Linked DNA regions of Hordeum vulgare: region 2 is linked to region 1. A link is a contact called in public Hi-C data. All regions are on one chromosome and are shown on one strand. The core of a region is the stretch at or near the end of the contact, and the rest is flanking DNA. Distances in the headings are between cores, read along the strand shown. Region 1 holds the start of LOC123452188 (transmembrane emp24 domain-containing protein p24beta3-like). Region 2 holds the start of LOC123398511 (UDP-glucose flavonoid 3-O-glucosyltransferase 7-like).

Region 1 (4,051 bases), core at 900-3,399:
ATACAACGGGTGCAAAATAGTTGCACACGCGGAACACTCGGGTTAAGCTTGACGAGCCTAGCATGTGCAGACATGGCCTCGGAACGCATGAGACCGAAAGGTCGAGCATGGATCGTATAGTTGATATGATTAGCATAGAGATGCTTACCACTGAAACTATTCTCAACTCACGTGATGATCGGACTTGAGTTAGTGAATTTGGATCGTGTACCACTCAAATGACTAGAGAGATGTACTTTTTGAGTGGGAGTTTAGCAAGTAATTTGATTAGTTAAACTCTAATTATCTTGAACATAGTCTAAGTCCACTTTGAAATATTTGTGTTATAGATCAATGGCTCACGTGACAGTCACCCTGAATTTTAATACGTTCCTAGAGAAAGCTAAGTTAAAAGATGATGGAAGCAACTTTGTAGACTGGGCTCGTAATCTTAAGTTGCTCCTGCAGGGTGGAAAGAAGGATTATGTCCTTAATGCTGCGCTAGGAGATGAACCACCCGCTACGGCTGACCAAGATGTTAATAACGCTTGGTTAACACGTAAGGAGGACTACTCAGTAGTTCAATGTGTAGTCTTGTATGGCTTAGAGCCGGGACTTCAACGTCGCTTTGAGCGTCATGGAGCATTTGAGATGTTCCAGGAGTTGAAGTTTATATTTCAGAAGAATGCTGCCCGGATCGAGAGGTATGAGACCTCCGATAATTCTATGTTTGCAAGATGGAGGAGAATTCGTCTGTCAGTGAACATATGCTCAAGATGTCTGGGTACTCAACCCGTCTAGCTGAGCTGGGGATTGAACTCCCGCAAGAGGCTATGACTGACAGAATTCTTCAATCACTGCCACCAAGCTACAAGAGCTTTGTGTTGAACAATAACATGCAAGGGATGAACAAGTCACCCGACGTGTTATTCATGATGCTGAAAGTCGCACAGTCAGAACTCCGTAAAGAGCATCAAGTGTTGATGGTGAATAAGACCACTAGTTTCAAGAGAAACGGCAAAGGCAAGAAGGGTAACTCCAAGAAGAGCGACAAACCTGTTGCCAATCCGACAAAGAAACCCAAGGCTGGACCTAAGCCTGAAACAGAGTGTTATTATTGCAAGGCACTGGGTCACTGAAAGCGCAACTGCCCCAAATATTTGGTTGATAAGAAGGCGGTCAAGGAAAAATCAGGTATATTCGACATACATGTTATTGATGTGTACTTAACCAGCTCTCGTAGTAGTGCGTGGGTATTCGATACCGGTTTTGTTGCTCGTATTTGCAACTCGAAACAGGAACTGCGGAATAAGCGAAGGGTGGCGAAGGATGAAGTGACGATGTGCAAGGAAAATGGTTCCAAGGTTGATGCAATCGTCGTCGGCACAGTTTCCCTTCAGTTACCATCAGGATTAGTTATGAACTTAAATAATTGTTATTTAGTGCCTGCGTTAAGCATGAACATTATATTGTTCTCTAAAACTCACTAATAATTTTCTTCTTCTTTGAAGGTTTTTCTCATATGAGTTATCAAGAGAGAATAATCACTATGTGTTGCATCATTTTCTCCTTATCATTTCCCACTGGGTTTAAAGAAGTTTTTAACAACATATCTATACATTTCTTCTCATATTATTTCCCACGGGGTTTTAGGGAAGAATCTCAAGAGATGAATGATGAATATGTAAGAAGCTTTCAATAATGGATTATTCAAGATGACGTTGTATAAGGGGGAGTGTTACGAACCGACAAATATGGACAGTCATTAACAAACCATCATTAGTTTGTCATTAGTCAGTTATTAGTGTCCAAGCGTCGTACGGACAAATTCGACCGTACAGACGCCTCTTTGATGCGTCCCGAATCCTTGTATACATATGTGATTCTGAGATGAATGAAAGAAAGAGATCATTGTTCAGTCATTTACATTCTTATACAATCAGCACCTTCCCATCTCCTCTCCGTCCGCCACTTGGCAACACTGTGGCTAACCCTAATGCGTGTCCATTATTATGTTTACGTAAAATTACAGAGGCGCCTTTGACGGGCAGCTCAAGGACGCCACGCACTCGACAGCTCAGCTACTCGTAGTTACACGGCCACGTCGCACAAACTCCACGTCGGCATGTCGCACTATTACGCAAATAGCAGAGTCCTTTATTGCAAAAACACGCGACATCTTCCCCTTCCCCGTCTCCAATCTCGCCCTCGTGACTTCCGTCTCGCGTGCCCTCCCCTCCCCTCCCCGACCCCGCCGTGCGCGACCGGAGCTCACCGCCCGCCCCACCTGAACCCCAGCCCTAGACCAGCGGCGCTGGTGCTTCTGGTACGAGCGTTCGATCGGCTACCCACCGGCGGGCCATGGCGAGGTGGCGGCCGGCGATGCTGCTGGTAGCGGCGCTGGCGCTGGCGGCGGCCGCAGGGTGGCGGGCGGAGGCGCTGTCGGTTACCGTGACGGACACCGAGTGCATCCACGAGTTCGTGCCCTACGAGGGCGACTCCGTCACGGGGAATTTCGTCGTCGTCGACCACGACATCTTCTGGAGCTCCGACCACCCCGGCATCGACCTCACGGTACGGTACCCCGGCCGATCCCCCCACCTCCTATCGCCTACCTTCTACTCGCGCTTGTAATCTAGCTACGACGGTCTGGATTTAGCTGGGTTTATGGGTTATTTTAGTTGGGATCTGGGGGGTTGATTTGGGGATCAAGTGGAATTTGGGCCTCCTCGTGGGATCTGCGGCTTGTGGTGCGAAATACCTTTGGCGATTTGGTGATTTCAAGCGATGTCGATCAAATTCTGTTGTGCTCTGGCTCAAAGTCCGGATCTTTGGTGGATTGCCGTGCTCTTTTGTCATACATTTGCCACAGCAAGCTACCGATCCTTCAGGCTGGATGTATTGCGTGTGGATACATTTACCCCACAAGATGCTAATTTACGTCTGGGTAGTCTATTTTATGATTTGGTTATTTGTCCACTGGATAAAACATTGTATTAATCCTTTCACACTTGTATTTCTGCATTCATAATCCTTGGTGTATAGGAGTCAATGAACGTACGGTACCTTCCCAACAGCGATAGGTTTTCCTTTACTTGAATCACTGTTAAAGGATCAGTTCTCTGCGGAAGTTGTTTGGTCTTCGGTGCTGTTCGGCGTCAGTCGAGACGCTGTGCTTTGTTTCAGCTTAGGATAGGCTCTTTTGGGTTGTAGCTCGCTGGGCGGTGTTGTTTATCTTTGGGTTTGTCGGTTGTGGTGTCCGTGCTATACTCGTTGTTCGCATCGAGTGATAGATTTCTTGTACTGTAATTCTGCCTTCTATAAAGCTATGGTACGCCTAGGCGTACTTTCTATAAAAATATATTTAGAGTTATTATATACATGCTTGATAATTGATGTGTTTGTTTATCTACGTGTAAAATGATTGTCTTCTCTGGTTCCTTTGTATTTGGATGCTTTGTTATCTGGTGTATAAGGGACAATAAGACTGACATCTGGATTTAGTTGACAATTTGATTCAGTCGACCTGTTTTGTTAGAGTTTGCTTTCAACAAATGTGGACTTAAGTTGAGAATTCAGGCCCAACTGGTCATCAAAATACTGAAATATTTTCCTACGGTGATTCAGTTTACCAAAGCAACACAACAGTTGAACTCGGAAAAGAATCACATCAGTGGAGAAGGCTCTAAAGGAGTTGCTTCCTGTCACGCTGGGATGTTGCATAAACAGCTAACGTGGGAGAACCTGTTCCCAAAGTTTAAATGGTTAAATGCCCTGTTCTGTAGTAGAGGGCACAAATCACTTCTTACCCATTTTTGTCTAAAATCTAAGATATACTTGGTTGAGGGTTATGCTAAATGAATTGGTCTTGCACTATTGCTAGTTAGGGTAGCTGGGTAGCCATTTTGTAGATGAGTCATGAGGTAAATTAAACACCAAATTGTTTTTGCTTCACTTCAATACTAGCATCAGTAAACAATTGACTTCACTCCAGCTATATTAGATGGTTTAGTTCACGTGCTGAGAAAAATGGTGGTTTATTTTATGCCAGTGCATATATTATTTGTTTCAC
Region 2 (4,051 bases), core at 903-3,402, 140 kb before region 1:
GGACCAAGTTTTCATCATCTTGGGAAATCCACAGGTCGGATCTCTAGGCCATGGATGAATCCGCAGACATGGATACGAGATGCCGTCGTCCAACGCTGCCTGCATATATATTAACCTGCATTTCATTAATCGAAAAATTCACACAAATCGGTTGATATTCATCAAAGTTTGAACAGAAAATACAATAAATTATCCATAAATAACATGTAAATTAAGTCTAATACAACAATGTCTAAAATTTAACTAGATTAATCAGATGTTTAACATATTTTTTATCAACGGATCATACCCTCCTACACATGCTCTCCATTCAGCTCTATTCAATAGTGTGTATGTAAATGGCTGCCCATTTGTCCCATGGTACATCACGGCAATGCGTGCAGGCTATACAACATTGAGTGAATGAATTAATCAACAAGTTGAGCAAAAGGAAGCAAAACTTACGATCTCGCAATCTGTCGTGAGCTGACGAACCACATTATAAAATTTGGTGATGTTGGTGTGTATAACATACGAGTGACACAATAACGACCTCACATTGCGTTCTTGAATGATGTAACATGTCGTAGGGCCCAATGTGTTTTTGTGTGTGAAACGATTCACGCATTTGCTGTTAAAAGGTCTCATCACTGCTCATGCCTATGAAATCCGTGGATGCGGCCAACCATGCATCACACAACTCGTCCTTCATGGTTGAGTAGGTCCTTCGTACTCTAAAAAACGACATAGTGTTCGAAAATAACCGCAATGGAATTTAACCGAACACCTTCCGAGCATGGTGTTCGCTATGAAGGTCGTCTACAAGGCGCGAACTGTATCTGGGTACAAACTGCTCGAGGGTGGACAACTTCATTGTACAGGCGAGCAGCTATGTCGGTGCTGGTTGCGGACGATTGATGATACCTCTATGGCGGCCAGAGACGTACAACAGTAGAGGCGGAGGTGGAGGGTGCGGATGCAAAGTAAGAGGGGAAGGGTTGGAGTGGAAGAAAATGGGACTGAGAGGTGAGATTGGGTGGACCGGGAATGTCAGAGTCTTACGTGGCTGCTCCCCGGACTCCCGCAAAGCCCCCCCCCCCTCCCCACTTTCTCTCCAATTTGTTGGAGAAAACACATCCAGACCTCTCGACACACCATATAAAACCGCTTTGGATGACTCCACGGTCCAGACGGATGCGGACAGTTTGCGGGTCGTCTAAGATTTATTCTAAACGGAGGTAATTTGTTTTGCCTCATCTCGTTAAATGACAAGAGGAGAACAAAGTATGTTTATTACATAACCGTAAAGGTCAAACAAAAACACAAAGGGATCATTCTTGCGGTAATATGTTATCCAGCGATTTTGCCCATGCAAGCACCCAAAGTTTTGCCTCCACCTTGATTGCCGCAATAACGTGCAAGGGTAAGGACGCCTTGTTGCGAAATACTCTCACATTCCTTTATTTTCAAAATGCCCAACAAGCTAACATCTTCAAAAAATGAGTTACTTCCGGGTTTTACCCTCTATTTTAACATTTTTGACACTAATTACCTCGTTTAACAAGATTTCGTCCATTTTACCCCTTTTAGCGAAAGTGTTCTCACAATTTATCCTGTTTAAAATTTATGAGCATTATGATCGGTGGGTCACAACTGTCAGGTGTAACTGATATGCCAGTTCGGTAGTTTTTCATGACCATTTTTCTCATTGTTGTGCACCCTGTCCCGACCGGCTCGGCCCGATGAAGGTCCCTCGCATCACACAAAGTGCCCGAGTTGGTCGCGCACCACACTATGCCAGCGATGACCCCAACATTTTTTTTCGACCCACCTTAGTGTTTCTCGCTTTTATGGTTTTCTCTGCAAAATGAACAGTCATGAAGCGTTCTAATTATCAATATACGAACACAAGTATCACTAGGCTTGTTGTTATCAAATACTCCTCAATTTCTCAAATTCCAATTTATCCAAAATATAGCGACATACCAACAACCTCTTAATCTATATCATTTTTTACTGTAGCATTTCAATCACACATTAAACATGTCATGAACATTATCAGGTATGTTCTGCAAATTAAATTCACATTTCAGATCAGAATACTCCATGGTAGAGTAGTTTAGCAACAGATCGATACACACACATGCATGCATACATGCAGAGATGCCCAGACCACACCTGCACGCAGCACGTGTCCACGCCCCCGCGATGATAACGAACTCGGGAGATATTCATGGATCTGGAAACGGTCGTGAAATCGTGAAACTCAGTGCAGTTGCCTATTCTACCTCTCCTTCAATGGAGGCTGCTGCGGGTATGAACGCGAGCAGTGATGGCGGGAGACGCCCGCTGCGGGTGTTCTTCCTGCCCTTCTTCGCGCGGGGGCACCTCCTCCCGCTGACCGACCTGGCGTGCCGCATGGCCGCGGCGCGGCCGGCGAAGGTAGAGGCCACGATGGTGGTAACGCCTGCCAACGGGACGCTGATCGCCACCACGGTCACGCGCGCCATGGACGAGGGGCACTCGGTGCGCCTGCTCCGCTACCCGTTCCCGGACGTCGGCCTGGAGAGCGGGGTGGAGTGCCTCGGCGCCGCTGCCCAGCACGACGCCTGGCGGGTGTACCGCGCCGTGGACCTCTCGCAGCCGATCCACAAGAAGCTGCTCCTGGAGCACCGCCCCGACGCCGTTGTCGCCGACGTGCCCTTCTGGTGGGTCACGGACATCGCCGCCGAGATCGGCGTCCCACGCCTCACGTTCCATCCCGTCGGCATCTTCGCGCAACTCGCCCTGAACAACCTCTACGCCATCCGCTCGGACATAATCCGGGACGGCGTTGCCGCCCCGTCGGTGGTCGTGCCGGGGATGCCAGGGAAGGAGATCGCCATCCCGCCGTCGGAGCTCCCGGAGTTCCTCCTCCAGGACGCCGTTCTTTCTATGGAGTGGGACAACATCAAGGCGGCCCAGCTCGCCGGCTTCGGAGTGATCGTGAACACCTTCGCCGACCTCGAGAAACCGTACTGCGACGAGTACAGACGCGTCGACGCGCGTCGCGCTTACTTCGTCGGCCCCGTCAGCCTGCCGATAGACTCCGCCGTGCACCGGGGCGGCGACGGCAACGTCGACTGTCTAGAGTGGCTATCGACCAAGCCGAGCCGATCGGTGGTGTACGCCTGCTTCGGGAGCTGGGCTTGCTTCTCAGCGCGGCAGATCCGCGAGCTCGCGCTGGGGCTGGAGGCCTCGAACAAGCCATTCCTGTGGGTGGTCCGCTCTGAGGACTCGGATGGGTTGTGGGTGCCGGAGGGATGGGAGCAGCGCGTCGCCGACCGCGGCATGCTCGTCCGAGGGTGGGCTCCGCAACTGGCGGTGCTGGCTCACCCGTCGGTGGGCGCGTTCCTGACACACTGTGGGTGGAACTCGGTGCTGGAGGCCGCGTCGGCAGGCTTGCCGGTGCTGACGTGGCCGCTAGTGTTCGAGCAGTTCATCAACGAGCGGCTGGTCACCGAGGTGGCAGCGTTCGGCTCACGTTTGTGGGACGGCGGCAAGCGCAACGTGAGGGTGGATGACGCGGACACCGTGCCAGCGGAGGCGATCGGTCAGGCGGTGGCCGGGTTCATGGACGGCGGAGAGCGGTGGGACAAGATGAGGTCCAGAGCAAAGGAGCTGGCTGGCAAGGCGCGTGCGGCGGTTAGTGAGAACGGGTCGTCGTGGCGTGATTTACACCGCTTGATCGACGATCTCACGGAGGCTAGGGCCTCGAGGGTTCCCAGCTACGAGGACTCGTAGCATAGCATCGGCTGCCCTGCAAAGAAAACTACCAGTTCACGCTCAGTGTAACTTTGTTTCATGAAGATAGTTTATTTTTATTTTTTGCATGAATGAACGAAATTTCCTAAGAATTCCAGTGAATTGGGTGTCCTTCCAACTTTACGACCTTTCTCGAAGCCAAGAGAAGAATATTTGAAGCTCACTCATGCAAGTTAGGATGAGGCCATTGTTTTTTTTTTTTTTTTTGAACACGAACACTTTGTTCGTTAGAAATTGTTAGGAATAAAATATCTTTAGATTTAGGCTA

What was found. Hi-C and Micro-C count contacts between places; a contact is called where the count stands out from the background.
Region 2: a Hi-C map of seedling shows a contact between it and region 1, with 3 times the contacts expected there. The contact joins the promoter of LOC123398511 here to the promoter of LOC123452188 in region 1. A contact is called at or near these places in 1 of 6 Hi-C or Micro-C datasets (seedling) and 1 of 1 datasets of contacts at active chromatin or transcription factors (embryo).

What each region holds. Positions count from the first base shown.
Region 1 is chr5H:525,437,450-525,441,500 of MorexV3_pseudomolecules_assembly, reverse strand. LOC123452188 (transmembrane emp24 domain-containing protein p24beta3-like) reads left to right here and starts at 2,149. Exons shown (of 4, transcript XM_045128793.1): 1 at 2,149-2,553. The coding sequence starts at 2,341.
Region 2 is chr5H:525,576,808-525,580,858 of MorexV3_pseudomolecules_assembly, reverse strand. It overlaps LOC123398511 (UDP-glucose flavonoid 3-O-glucosyltransferase 7-like), which reads left to right and starts at 2,152. Exons shown (of 1, transcript XM_045092973.1): 1 at 2,152-3,917. The coding sequence starts at 2,188. The coding sequence ends at 3,762.